Regions from separate parts of the Mus musculus genome. Here all the other regions are linked to region 3. The links are chromatin contacts, called in public ChIA-PET and HiChIP or PLAC-seq maps. All regions are on one chromosome and are shown on one strand. Each heading gives the region's core, a stretch centred on a gene start, on an enhancer-like site or on the middle of the called end of the contact. The rest is flanking DNA. Distances are from core to core; before and after follow the strand shown. Region 1 holds the start of Il20ra (interleukin 20 receptor, alpha). Region 2 overlaps Map3k5 (mitogen-activated protein kinase kinase kinase 5). Region 3 overlaps Gm20139 (predicted gene, 20139). Region 4 overlaps Map3k5 (mitogen-activated protein kinase kinase kinase 5).

Region 1 (3,428 bases), core at 742-3,241, 530 kb before region 3:
GCCTTTGTGGTGTTGAACAGGGCCATGCTGTCTGAGGAATTCACTGTTCCCACTCCTATAGGCTTAAAGCGTCTGTTTACATAATGGTGATGATGGATCCTCTTCCTTGCGGAGAGACAGAAACGACACACAGAGAAGATGACACAGGCATGATCTTTAGGATGGAGGTTAATAGCCCATAGGATGAATCTGGTAAAACCTCTGCCCAGAGAGGCAGGGAGTCATTAATAGTGTTACGCAATGTAACCCTTAGGGAACAATGGGGACATTCAAAATTCCCGTAGTGGTGTACCTTAAATGAAACATCAAAATGTGTATAAAATGTTGATGCCACATGCAATGTTGTTTCTCTTTGGGTGTCCTGGGATAATTCAGCCTGATCCTATCAACACTTGTATAGCTCTGAATTTTGTGCAAAAGCAGTCCCAAAGTTAAACTATTATCTATTCATGAATGCTAGTGTTATACAGTTCTTAAAAGTCCATATTCGCGCAGAAGTGAAGATTATCCATGGGTTCAGTGGTTAAGTGTAGGAACGGTATCCAAGCACCTACTATACCTTCTAACTGGTTTTCCTGTATTCATGAAGTACGTGTGGAGGTCGGTCCCATGCTAAATGCTGGGTCTCATAGATCAAAAAAAGCCCAGTGGTGTGTGTGTGTGTGTGTGTGTGTGTGTTTATGTGTGCGTGTGTTTGCTTTAGATTTTGCTGTTAAGTTAGGAGTATTGCTGCCTTCTAATATCATTTTGCCCAGTTAGTGAGCAAGTTTTATTTCTCACATTAACACCAAGCAAGTTCAGTATGGTAGCTCTATTGCACTCACTGTATGCAGAGATCTTCCCGTAATCATTCATATAGATGTATATGTATATGTGTGTGTATATGTGTGTATACATATGCTTGTCTCTCATCCCCCTTGATGACCATACTTAAATCTCTGTCTAGACCTTTTATAATAAACTTCAACTGTGCTTTAAAAACAGAAAATGAATTCATATCAGGGATATTTGAATAAGCCTTTTCACATTTGGCTTATCTTGGATTATTAAAATATAACCATATACTTGCATAAATTTAGAACTTAGAAAATAATCTTCTTGTATAGACTACACGGTTCAGAAACCGCTCCAAGGCCAGCGTGCATGCTTCCGGCCTCTGAAAGGTAGTGAGCATCATGTTTTCTCTGATTGAGGTCTCACTTTTTTTCCCCACTCGCTGGTTTTTCCAGGCTGGAGCACAGGTGCTTGAATCAATTTTATAAAATTACAATTGATATTTTGGGAAGCTTTGTGGCTGTTGTCTTTAATTGAAACCGTGAGATACCTTGCTGAGATACCTTGCTTTTTAAAGAGTATGTTTTTATATGGCAGAAAAACAGAAAGAAGGAAAAAAAAAGAAAGAAAAAGAAACTTTTAAAAAGTGAATCAGCTTGGCTTTCTGAATTCCAGCGGTTACGGTTTAAACTTTAAAACAACAGAGAAAATCCTTCTAGTGCTTTATGTCTTACTGTTTTATGCTTTGTTATTTCTCAGAAGTACGTATACGCACACGTCAGGATTGCCAGGAAAACGGGATGTGGCTTACCCTTTTGGGGCTGATTTGGCTTTTCCAAACTCTGATCCAAGCTCCCACAGGCTATGAATCTTGGACTTGCCAAGGTTTTAGTGCGAGCCGCCCCTTGCCATCACTGTCACCAGTTTCGAGGTACAAGTTTTGGGCCACTCAGGAGGGCTACTACCACCCCTGTACCCCCCAACCCCAGCTCGGATTCAGCAAGCTGGAGCCCGGCGTGGACCCTTTCAGGCTCCTGCCAGGTAGCCCTTGCCGAGAGGAGCGACTCTCCTACCTGCGCGTCCCGAAGCGGCCAGCAGCAGAAGCAGCGTGAGCAGCAACAGTGGCGGCGGGTCCGGGTGGCCCGGCGCCGGGGTCCCGGGAGTGTGCATGGGCTGTCAGTTCGGGTCACATCTCGGGAACGCGGCGTGGCCTCCCCGGGGCTCCTCTGCAACAGCGAGACCCGGGCGATGGAGCCCAGAGTCTGCTGTGCACAACCAGCTCCCCCTGCAGGGAGTCCACGCGAGGGTGGCTGTCTGGGTTTCAGTTCTGAGTCCACACAGGCTTCAGGGGGTGATGGAGAAGCCGATGAGCTCTGACTCAGTACAGCAGAGTCTTATCATTCACTTGAAATGTCAGGTTTCATCCCGGAAGAAGCTGGAAGGGTGAAATAGGTACATATTTCTCAACTTACTGTTAGGCATGCTGCTTACCCTAGTCGAGATTTCCTCCCCACACCCCGAAGTCAGGTATCTTTGCATTTTACAGAAGAGCAGATGCAACCTCAAAACACAATAGAAGTCTCCCAAATGGGAGAGGGCCATCCCCCAGCTAAGAGAAAGAAAGGAAAAGCCAGGGAACACTGTGACAGAGATGTGCAAGCAGACCTCAGGGCTCCTCCTTTCTAGGTAGCTGTAAACATTAAACACAATGCGAAAAGAAACAAATTAACCATGTACTTCAGGCAGACTCTCTCTTTCCTCCATAGACTCCTGTTGCAAATGCACAAATAAAGAGAAATAGCCCTAAAATTGAATCAACAGACATCTAGAAGAGTCTCAATAACTAAAAGAAAACAAAACAGACGAACAAAGAACCCCTTTTGTGGTGGAGGCAGTCAGAGATGCAGCCGTTTTTAGAATGCCTTACACTCCTGTTTTCACTCCTGTTTTTTTTCCGGCTCAAAGAGTCCTAAGAGTCTTGGATTGGATTTGAAGGCTTCTGGAGGGTTAAAGCAGACCCTGCTATTCAGTTGTGCTTCTAGTTCACACCGGTAGGGGGCCCTGGAGGAGGAGGGACAGGACCTGTTAGCTGTCCTAGTTTCCAGCTTCTTCAGATACACGAAGAATTTGCCTCGCTGGCTGGACCCAATTCTCATGGGTCCAAATCTCCATTTAGTGAAATTCCTTTATCTTCTGTGTAGTCATGTCTTCCTTTTGTTTCTCCAGCCTTAGGAGTGGAAACTGCAATCAGTAGCTACTAGTTTCAAACTTCGACTTCTTTTCTCAGTGATCGGTTCTCTGACATCTGCCTGTTAACTGTCATGTTTCTTTCCTTTCCTGCACAAACTGGGCTCTTACTGATTCATATGTAATCCCTGAAAAAAGTAAGAAGACAGTATGATAGCAACATATTCTTTTTATATCAATGTTAGGACATGTATGCATTTCTGTTTAAATATGACTCATTCATAGCCTTAAAGGAGCTAGCTCAAGCAGACAGCTACCTTGCTTTTTCAACTTACACACATATTTCTTGGGAGATAGTCTACAGCCTGTTCTCTTAGGCTAGAGATTGGAAGACAGCCAGACCCTGCCCTCTCTGGTGTTCTTTCTGATAGTACTCATGGGTAGCCAATCCAAGGTTCACTTGCAAG
Region 2 (3,552 bases), core at 66-2,565, 940 kb before region 3:
AGTCTTTTCTCAGAAGACCTTTGCTCCGAGAGGCCTTCCCCAACATGCTTTGAACCCTGTGGCTCCCCTTAGTAGCCATCACTGCTGCCAGAAGTAACCAGTCTTTGGAGAAACAGCCGTACGCCCACGCTGGTCGGTAGCCAGGGCACATTTGGGCTGTGCCCAGATGGGGATAGGTTGAGGCGGTGAGAATCCTGCTGTTGGGAATTTTAATTGGACACTAAGGTGAGAGAGGGGCACGGAGCCATGGAATCTTAATCTCCGAGTCTGCCTGCAGAAAGGTCACAACCCAGGGTCGGGGTGCACCCAAGGACACGGGAGTAGATGCAGGGGAGTCGAGAATGACAATGGAAAGAGAAGAAGATAGAGCAGAGACGAGCAGCACAAGACGAACAGCAGCAGCCAAGCAAGAGCAAAGATGGAAGGAACCGTGGAGCTTTCTGTCTTCCGGACTCACACACCATGGTTCTCTAGGCCAGGCTCAGCTGGGTACCAGCCGGCTACCTCTCTCCTGGCTGTGTGTATCTATCAAAAGGTGTGCCTGGCCCTTCCATGGCCTTTAAAGTCAACTCCCTGTCGTAAAAGGGGCCAGGTTAGACACCACCATTGGAACCCCACCTTAACAACAACTGGGTAATCAGTTATAAAAAACAAACCAAGGAAACGTTCACATATTTAAATAGACCTCTCTTTCAAAGTGATTTTTATTTTATTTTATTTTATTTTATTTTATTTTATTTTAATGTGAGCAAGGCACACTGAGCCTGTAAAGAAAACCTAATCCTCATTAAACTTCAAGAATTTTTATTAAGCTAATTTCTAGTTCATACTGCATTTTCTAACTGTATTATTAAAATTAAGTTTCTCCACCAGGCCAATAAAATTCCCATCATTAGAATTCCATGAAAAATTTCAAAACACACCCTCACCTTCTCCACATATATTCTTGATTTGGGAGCTTGGTCCCCTGTTTAAGTTCTCATGAGAAAAGTCTAAATTGAAAGGCCTAAAGGCTGTCATTAAAGAAACATTTGAAAATTACACTGAGAACAATTACACTCTTTGTGTTTTTCTCATCACAAACTGAATGACAGCCAGAGGGAGGATTCACAGGCAACTTCCTAACACCGGGAAATATCAGGAGAGCGAACTGCTAGGAGAGCAAGCATTTATTTTTGACATCAGCTTTGTCTTTAAAGCAGCAGCAGCAGCAGCATGTTGCCTGGATGCGCGTGTGGCTGTCCTACACAGCACAGTCTCTACCCTGGGAAATGCTTCCCGTCCAGGCTACCACATCCGCTTAGTCATCATCATTTCTGCCCTAACTCCCGCCCCTCTGTGTCAGCTCATTCGAGGGCTTTCCTTTCTGAGACAGCATGTTCTGCAGGGTAAACCTGCCTCAGAACAATGGCAGCATTCGACAGTGAGCCTTTCCCACAAATTCAGCATTCACAGCTTTCCTGCAAAAGCCCTCTCTAGCCTTGTGTGCACAGGGGTGTGTGTGTGTGTGTTATATGCAGCTATGCACACATGTGAAGGCCACAAGCAGATATTGGGCTATCTTCCTCTCTTACTCGCTGCCTTATTACATCAATGCAAGGTCTCTCAATGATCTCCAAGGATCTTCCATCTCCCCTTGGGCTGGAGTTCTAGGCCTGCCCCGCCACACTCAGCTTTTTATGAGTGCTAGAGATTTGGATTTGAACTCTGCTCCTCGTTTTCACAGAAAGTGCTCTTGTCCACCGAACCCTCTCCCTAGTCTTTATTCCTTAAACTGTCAGCGATTTGTGAAAGGTGAGATACAGTTTAAAGAAGTTAAACTGTAATCAATAAAAACTGGGGCCAGGGAGACGGCTCAGTGGGTAAGAACACTCTCTTGAAAGCATGAGGACCTATCACTCGCGGAAAGAGGGGTCTTGTCTTCACTTGCCTGTAACCCCAGCATCATGAGGCAGAGACTGGTGGATCCCGAGAGTGCACTGGCCAGTCAGCCTAGCTGAGAGAGCAAGCTTCCGGGTCAGTGAGAGACACGGTCTTAAGGTTAGTAAGTCAGAGAGTAACAGAGGAAGACAAAGGCCAGCCTCTGACCTCCACGTGTGCATGCACCTGCACACTTGTGTGCATGCAACATACATCCCATAATATACTTCAGAACACACAACACACACATACGAGATACACACACCCAAAAATTAAAGCTTTTCATGGGTTAATAGACTAAGGACCTAACCGATAATCAATTCCCTTTGGGTTTGTTCTGTAGTGTAGAATGAAATGTAAATATTTCTCTAGAAAGGTTTTAAAACATTAAGAAAATAATGTCTACATAGAAAGGATTGTGATCAAGGTGCAGGATGTGAAACTCTCAGAGAATCAATAAAAACGTTATGTGTGGGGCGGGGGAGAAATTATTTCTCTCTGGTTGTGGAATAAAAAAAGAAACTAGGTAACTATTATTAGGTTGGTTGGCGGTAACAAGTTCGCATTTGTACAGTGTTTTTTATTTTGACCTAAATTTCCCATGACTCAGTGACTCCTGTCAGCAATGGCACATGAGTCTTTGTGAAGCAGCTCAGGCTCTGAGGAGGTCAGTATCTTACTCAGATGGCACAGCCTTGAAGTGATGGAGCCAGGACTCTGACTAAGGCAAGCCCAAACTTAATCCAAGCTCCTAACTATGTATCCCCCTTGCCCCAAGCTGGAACATCAGCCGTAAACTGGAGGAAGACCTGTTCTGCCACCAAGTCGCCATGTGGTGCGACAGATGGACGTCCCTGTAAGGAATTCACAGTGTCCTGAACAGAGCAGCCCACAGCTGGCATCTGAGCATTTGGGTGTGATTCTGGCTGGCAGTTTCTGGTACTCCAGGAGCTTTTTGGTGTCCAAGGCCTTCTTTCTAAGGCTGCCCTGGATTTGGGTCCTCCATCTTTTCTCTCATAGGAAACATTCCAGTGAGCTTTATTTAAAAATGTAGATAATCCACTGAAAATAATCTAGAAAAAAATCCTCCAATTTTAGGGATTTCATAATAAACTATAGCCCAGTGGTAGAACGCGTGCTTGAGATATTCCAGGCCCGGGTTTAATCCCACAAGTGTATTCGGTAACCAGAATTTCAGCAGTCACAGAAATGACTTTCTTGGAAAATGGAGCTACAGTGAGGACCCAGTGAGTGGAGCCACAGTCCATCAGGAGTCAAAGAAACAAAACAAAACAAAACAAAACAAAACAAACCAGACCACATCTTCTGCACTGGAAAGCTGTACCGTTTTGGAACGTGGCGAATTTAGACAATTCCTGACCTACAAGTAAATATCATAAACTCACGGCCACCATCGAAGCCTTCATCCCGGCATGGGTAACAGTGGCCTTCCACCCCTGCCTTTCCATTCGCAGTCTGAGGTTAAGACTATCCACCCTGGAGCCAGACTGCATCAATCCCAACTCCATCTTTCATGGGTGCATGGCTTTGGAAGCTACACAAGCCCTCTACGTATTGCTTTCTTCATCTGGAAAAGATGGCTGCTAATAGTAGTACCCTTTAGTCCTGCCA
Region 3 (3,433 bases), core at 816-3,315:
CTGCGAGGGTGGATCAGGCTTCTCTGAAAGAGAAGGAAGAAGGCGAAGCACACAGTCCAGGCATAAAGCACAAAGCTTAGTCAGTTCCGTGTCCATGGATTCTACAAGCCACATTCCACCACCTGCACAGTGAGTTGTCCCAAGCTGATTGGAAGCAACAGGAAGAAGAGTGTGTACAAATACTAAGCCATTTTATAGCAGGAACATTAGCATCCACAGGGCTGCTGAAACAACCCCCAGGCTGGCCTCACAAGCCGGGATCTTTCTGCCTACTAAGTGTTGGTTTACAGCATGTCCCACCGCACTCCTCTAGAAACGTTAGCTGAGGAGAATTATGGTCAGAAAGGTTGAAAATGGTCGCTTCTGGCTGCATATGCAAATGAGATCAGACAGCCAGACCAGGTATCCTCCAGGAAAACTAAGAGAACTCACTGTGTTCTGTGTCTAGCATGTAAGGGTTGCCTAGCCATCTCCCAGATCCATATGGTGCCAGTTTTCTGCCAGTGCTCAGGACAAAAAATCCTGGGGTTTTTGTGTCCTGGACCACTCTTTTGCATAGCTCTCATGAATCTGTCATTAAATTTTGACGTACAGAATCTCATCATTTCTCAACCCCCTACCCCATTATAAATGCAGTGCAAGCCAACAGTGTCCCTAGCTTGACTGAATTTAGGTCTCCTATGGATCTCCTACCTTGCCTATTTGCCTATTTTCTATCTAAAAGGGCCAGCTGGAGTAACTCTTGTAAGAGCTGTGCAAAATTACAGGGTTCCTTGGTTTAAGACAGTAGTGACTCCTTGCACTTAAGACTAAAACCCAAAGTTATAGTATAGCTTAGTAGATTTGCTTGCCCAGCGTGCGTGCATGAAGCCCTGGGTGTAAGTCTTACTGCTGGAGGAGGAAGGGCAAGACAGCTTCCTCAAGAGGAGTTGCCCAACCTGTCCCTCTGTACTACCATGAACACTGTCTCAGACTACCATTCCAGACACAGCCTGGGTCCTTTGCACAAACTCCCTCTGACCCCCACATCTAGTATATTCCTATTCATGCCTACAAGATTAACTCTTCCACACACTTGGAGTCTCTGTTCAGATGCAGTTTTCCTAAGGCACACCTTGATCACCCCCCCCCCCCAAAAAAATGGTGACCTGCCCCTCCACACACCTTCCTTCCCTGCATGCTTCCACCTAACTACTTATTACCAGTTCCTACTGTTGTGGCTTTAGGGCTAAAGATTTTAATTTCATTGCTCATTTATGTATCTGAGCATCCAACAAGAAGAGTCTGTCTATCTATCTATCTATACACACACAAACACACACACACACACACACACACACACACACACACACACAAACACACAGAACCACAGAACCATGGCCATTCATTTCCCTTGAAATAAATCTCACAAGTATACATAGTTGCCTAATTAGTTAAATTGTATTTGCCACTAAGTGATTATTTTTTCCAGTGTAAACCCTTTAAACATAGAATTCTGTTAACTTTATTTAGGCATCAATTTCCTTTTGTGAATGAACTGAGCCTCTTTGATAATGGAAGTGGTGGGAATGCAATGTCCTTTTTCACTCAAAGACAAACCATCCAGACACTGGAGAACGTAGAAGCATCAGGCATCAAACACCCAGGAGCTGTTTTGTTTGGTGTAAAAGCTCCCCTCTGCACACGCTCTCAGAAAGCCCATGAAGCAATCAGAGATCTGAAGGATAAGAACAGAGTGTTCTTTGAAATCTCTCAGACGTGCAGACAGGCTCTTCTTCCCTCAAACCATCCTGAAGGGGAAGTGTGTCGGCTTGGACAGTCAGGAGCCGGTGTGGGAATTCCCCCCGTCCCTTTGGTCTCCCGTATTGAGGAGCTTCTTCCGGGTTAAAGATAGGTCATTGCCAGCCACAGTGTCTTTAACTAGATCTAGGCTGCTTGGGAAGGAGAACTTTAGAGAGCAGGTGAAATGAATCTTAGTTCTCCCCCACTCCCAAGATAGTTTTAAAACAAGTGGCATTAAAAGCTTAAACCCTGCAGTTTTACAGAATTACCAATAGATGGCAGCACACGACTCTGCTTCACCAATGAGTGACGTCACTCTTCCTTTTCACGACCACTGACAACACTCAGCTTCCTCAGCTGTTTGACGCGGGCAATTGAATCTTGGGTGGTTGTTTTGTTTTGTTTTCTCTCCACCTTTCTCTAGAATAAGCTTCTTATTGACCTCAAACCACAGTCAACAAATCAACCGTGCAACTGCGACCTGGAAGGAACGCCAGGGGAACTCAAAACAAAGTAAAACAAGCCACCTGGGCACTTTGCAGGGACATCAAAACTTCAGCAAGCTGATCGCTGGTAAACCACGCTGGAGGCCAGTGCTGTGCAGAGGGGCATGTTGAAAAGAGAAAAGAGCTAACGTTTTTGTGACTTACTTTATCAGGATTCCCAGTCTAAACCTGGAAAGGTTTAACTGGGACACCCTGGAGTGGAGGCTTCTGACCTGCCCTCGGAATTTCTCTCCAGTTCCAGGACTCCACTGCGAGTAGAAAAGTTTCAGTAGATAAGACTCCAATAGAGCAAAACTGTCTCCTCTATCCACGACACTGTATTTTAAAACAAAAAGCTCTGGCCAAGCTAGACATGGTATCATACACTTGAAATCCTGGCACTCAGGAGACTGAGGCAGGAGGATCGTGAATACTCAGTAAGGCCCTAACTCAAGATACTAAACCGAGAGAGAGAGAGAGAGAGAGAGAGAGAGAGAATATGACAAGAGATCCCAACTGATGAATAGATAAGGAGTCTTCATAATAAGGAGAAAAAAAAAAAAACCCAACCAATGAAACAAACAAACAAGCAAAACAAAACAAATAAAAACAACTGCTTTGGTGTTTTAAGATCCAGGCTGGCCTTGAAATCTCAGCACTATTTCCGTCTTAGTCTCCCAAGTGGTAGAATTACAGGAGGTGTGAGCCTCCATGAGTGACACCAGATATTTCTTAAGAGAAACCAAAACTTCTTAAACCTGGCTATTTGAGCTTCATAAACCACAGAGCACATGAAACGGAGCACAGTTTTGCTTGAGAACTCAACTCTGTAGGCCGTAGCAAGCATCATGGGATGGGGAGGGACTAGATCAGAGTACATCACAGTACACAGAGTCCTGACGGTAACATCTGCTGTGGGTTACGGTCAAAACAACTTGCTTAGCTCTGCCGTGGACGGCCTGTCTGCTTTTTGCTTCTACGTTATCTGTAGTTCAACATCAACAAGACCATAACCACCTAAAAGTGTCATTTAATGAGTAGACTGTGTAAAAGATCTGAATGGCATGAAGCAGAAACTGAGTAAAGGGTCCCATCAAAGACTGGAGAACAATGCGGGGAGGGGAACCAGACTTACTCATCTTTATAGTAACTCTCACATACCCAAC
Region 4 (3,214 bases), core at 525-3,024, 810 kb before region 3:
GAATTATACTCTGAGACGTCCTGGTGGCCAGCCAGGCCTAGCATATAGCGTTTGGGCTTTCTTTCTCAGAGGTCTGGACTGAAGGCTTCAGCCTGTTTTGAGTTCTGTTACTGTAGGATGCTTGTTTTGGTTTTGGAGTTCTGAGACAGGATCTCTTTTTATGTAGCCCAGGCGGACCTAGAACTCACAATCGTCCTGCCTAAAGATGTTGTTAGCTGAGATTCCAGCACATGCTACCATTAATTGCTGAGGACTTCTTAGTAACCATCTTATGGACTGAGACTTGACCTGGAACTCAGAAACTAACACTAAGTTTTTCTACTTGGGTATAATAGGTTATTTTTCTGCCAGTGAAATGAGCCCATTCAAGCCAGATTAGAGTATGTTAAAGGGAGGTTTACTAGGAAGCTGCTCTCAGGAGGAATCCAGGGCCCTAGGAAGGAGGCGGGGGTGGGGTGGGGGGGTGGGGGGTGTAAACAAAGATAGAAAGGGTGCAGGGAGACAGAGACAGAGAGGAGGGGGAGGGGGAGGAAGAGAGAGGAGGGGGAGGGGGAGGAAGAGAGAGGAGGGGAAGGGGGAGGCAGAGGAAAGGGGGAGAAGAAAGGGGTAGGGAGAGGTCTGGATTATAGAAGGAGGAGCCTCTGGAGGAAGGGCAGCCCAGCCCCTGGGCTAGAAAGTTCAGGGATGGGGGTAGGTATGCTAGGCAGGAACTGAGGGATGCTGGGGGAACCTGGAGGCCAGGTTTTCTTTGATAGGTAAAATATGCACCCTAGTCCCTTATTCCTGGGCCTGAAACCAAACAATTCACATTTTTATATTCAATTAGATAGACCTCACAAGGCGAGTAGACTTCCTTGCCTAATTATCTTATGGACAGAATTAACTTTTCATAAATGTAAGCTACTTCAAATGTTTTGGATGACAGCAATGTGCCCCTCACTGACAGTGTTGAAGTTAAATGCTGTGTGAAGGGGCGGGGGTTACCTTCAGGGACTGGAGTGAATCGGAATTAGTATCGCAGTAGAGGATGATGTTGTTGGCCATACTGAAGCTTTCTCGCACTCCAAGATGGTAAAACAAGGAAGGCTGCCGGAAGGCGTCGCTCATCTCCACCACAGCAATATCTGTGAGCAGAAAACAGAGTCACCAAGGGATAACACCTGTACCATGCCCAGTAAGAACTCAGTGTTCAAATGAGGAAATGGAAGGGATTTTCCCTCTCTGTTTACCACCAAATTTTAAATGTAGCTCGACTGGAAGTGGGTTTTTAAAAGTTCAACAAACCTGTACTTTTATTAAAGAAAGAAATCAAACATGTATTGCAAATCACAGAAAGCCTGTGATGGTTAGAAGTGGCAGCTGAGGCCCTGTTCAATGTCAAGTTACAATAAGGTACAATAAGTTTACAAGGTTAAAAAAAAAAGTCCAAAAGATCCATAGACGATTGCAGTCACAAACATAGGTTTTTTTAAAAATATAAGTTCATTAGTCTATAACTATCTTTAAAATTAATTATTAATTAATATATGGTCAGCTTGTGGCAATTATGATCAAGGGAAAAAATAAGGTATAGAATATGACGAAGAAGAATAATATAATCACAGATGCAAATATTCCAAAACTCTATGACACCTCTTATCGAGTAACAAAAACCCCATGCCAGAACTGGAAAATATGTCACAGGAATGAAACTGAAATTACTCTCCAACTCATTCACACATACAAATAAAGATGTGTAAGAGAAACTAACTCGATGTACCAAACATGTGCATGGGGAGTGAGGAGAAGGGGAAGTGGGGGAGGAGAAGAGGGAGGGAGGAGGGGAAGGGAGAGGGAGGAGGGAGGAGGGGATGCAGCAATGAAACTAAGTCTGAGGTAGGAGGCTGCAGAAGGGAGCAGAAGGTCATATGTGACATAAAACAGTAAAGGCAGTTATGGGGGTCCTAGCAAGGGAAGAAGCAGGGGACCTGGGAGTCCTGCAGGCAGAGAAGTAGCTATGACAATCACTAAAAACAAGCTTCATTTGAAAACTGCCATAATGAAACCTCATGTTTTAAGTGTCAATAGAAATTTAATTTGAAAGTAGCTAGATAGGTCCTTACAGAACAACAGAGCTGTCCATTACACACAAACATTAACAATTTCAACACATCAGGTAGCCACCAAAAACCGTGAGCCAAAAAACTGCTTAGAAATGGGGGAAGTTCCAAGTTTGATGCACTAAAAAATAACACAGGTATTCTATAGGTATATAAATTAAAAAGTAGCTGGCAATGTACACACCACAATGTAAATCATGGTAAAACCTTCTGCTTTTCACACTCCCTATCCCGTCTTACTCTCTCTCTTATGACCACCGGTTCGTAAATCAGAGATTCACCATGACTGAAGGTAAGACAGGAAATAAAACGAAGGTTCTCTTTCTCTTTTCTGCGGTGCTGGGGATATAACTTCAAACATGTAGGTTCTGACTTACTGGTGAGTTGAAATAGTAAGTCAGACACAACAGAAGCAAAAGACAGACTTACTGTTGAAAAGGCTGCTTCCAAAGCCCCTGCCCTCGAAGCTAACACTGACTGCAAGAACCATAAACCATGCCTTTTCTTCGGGGGTTCCTACATGAAAATCAACCCAGGAAACAAATAGATCATCAGATTCCATCATGCAGCTAGCTATCTTCCTGCTGCCCAGACAAGACTTCTGCCTCCCCTAGGCACCTGCACTCCACAGTCGGTCACAGACGGAGCCTACAGTGGGGCTAAAGGAAGCCAGACAGAACACTGGATAATGAGGAATTAGGAGATTTGCAAAAGAAAAAAGAAAGTTAACGTAATAGAAGAGGAAGGCTTCCAGACAAAGACTTTGGAATGTGGTGATAAAATCAAATGAAAACACTGCGGTAGGTTTTCCGATGAAGAGAAGAACTAGGTATTAAAGATAGATGATGTAAATAAAATGGGGTCTATTCATTAGATTCCAACACCAAGGAATGAAGAGATCCATCTGGGGAAGCTAACCAAGACAGTAACACTTTCTTATTGGTCTAATTTTAAAATCCAGTAATACAAAACAGCAACTCAAAAGTGGCTTAGCTTCGCCCAATTTTATATCCAGATGGGTGACTTGTTTTGTATTGTGTATGATACAGAATATTATTCCCCTCCCTCCAGCGTCTTCTCTCAGTTTGTCCTTTTGCAGTTAGTGCCCCAAGCTA

The links. ChIA-PET counts read pairs in DNA pulled down with a chosen protein or histone mark. HiChIP or PLAC-seq counts read pairs in DNA pulled down with a chosen protein or histone mark.
Region 1: an RNA polymerase II ChIA-PET map of memory CD8 T cells shows a contact between it and region 3, with 28 read pairs. The contact joins the promoter of Il20ra here to the enhancer-like site in region 3. A contact is called at or near these places in 5 of 115 datasets of contacts at active chromatin or transcription factors (T-cell acute lymphoblastic leukemia, astrocytes, bone marrow-derived macrophages and 2 more) and 1 of 9 other capture datasets (liver).
Region 2: a contact with region 3 is called in a FOXA1 HiChIP or PLAC-seq map of pancreatic cancer cells. The contact joins two enhancer-like sites. A contact is called at or near these places in 2 of 115 datasets of contacts at active chromatin or transcription factors (bone marrow-derived macrophages and pancreatic cancer cells).
Region 4: an RNA polymerase II ChIA-PET map of memory CD8 T cells shows a contact between it and region 3, with 37 read pairs. The contact joins two enhancer-like sites. A contact is called at or near these places in 2 of 115 datasets of contacts at active chromatin or transcription factors (memory CD8 T cells and pancreatic cancer cells).

Annotation. Positions count from the first base shown.
Region 1 is chr10:19,711,150-19,714,577 of GRCm38.p6, reverse strand. It overlaps Il20ra (interleukin 20 receptor, alpha), which reads right to left and starts at 1,991. Exons shown (of 7, transcript NM_172786.2): 1 at 1,848-1,991. The coding sequence starts at 1,944. All of the region lies in intron 1 of Gm33332 (a long non-coding RNA gene), which reads left to right.
Region 2 is chr10:20,121,339-20,124,890 of GRCm38.p6, reverse strand. The region is part of intron 23 of Map3k5 (mitogen-activated protein kinase kinase kinase 5); the gene reads right to left. Among named protein-coding and RNA genes, the nearest start is that of Map7, 48 kb to the left of the region's middle. Within about 2 kb of position 1,315, at least 129 of the 459 cell types and tissues checked have an H3K27ac peak or open chromatin away from gene starts, as enhancers often do. A contact at or near this core is called in bone marrow-derived macrophages and pancreatic cancer cells, where this site is marked.
Region 3 is chr10:19,184,788-19,188,220 of GRCm38.p6, reverse strand. All of the region lies in intron 2 of Gm20139 (predicted gene, 20139), which reads right to left. Among named protein-coding and RNA genes, the nearest start is that of Gm20139, 45 kb to the right of the region's middle. Within about 2 kb of position 2,065, at least 168 of the 459 cell types and tissues checked have an H3K27ac peak or open chromatin away from gene starts, as enhancers often do. A contact at or near this core is called in T-cell acute lymphoblastic leukemia, bone marrow-derived macrophages, effector CD8 T cells and 2 more, where this site is marked.
Region 4 is chr10:19,998,476-20,001,689 of GRCm38.p6, reverse strand. Map3k5 (mitogen-activated protein kinase kinase kinase 5) reads right to left here. Exons shown (of 30, transcript NM_008580.4): 2 at 985-1,124. Among named protein-coding and RNA genes, the nearest start is that of Map3k5, 66 kb to the right of the region's middle. Within about 2 kb of position 1,774, at least 41 of the 459 cell types and tissues checked have an H3K27ac peak or open chromatin away from gene starts, as enhancers often do. A contact at or near this core is called in memory CD8 T cells, where this site is marked.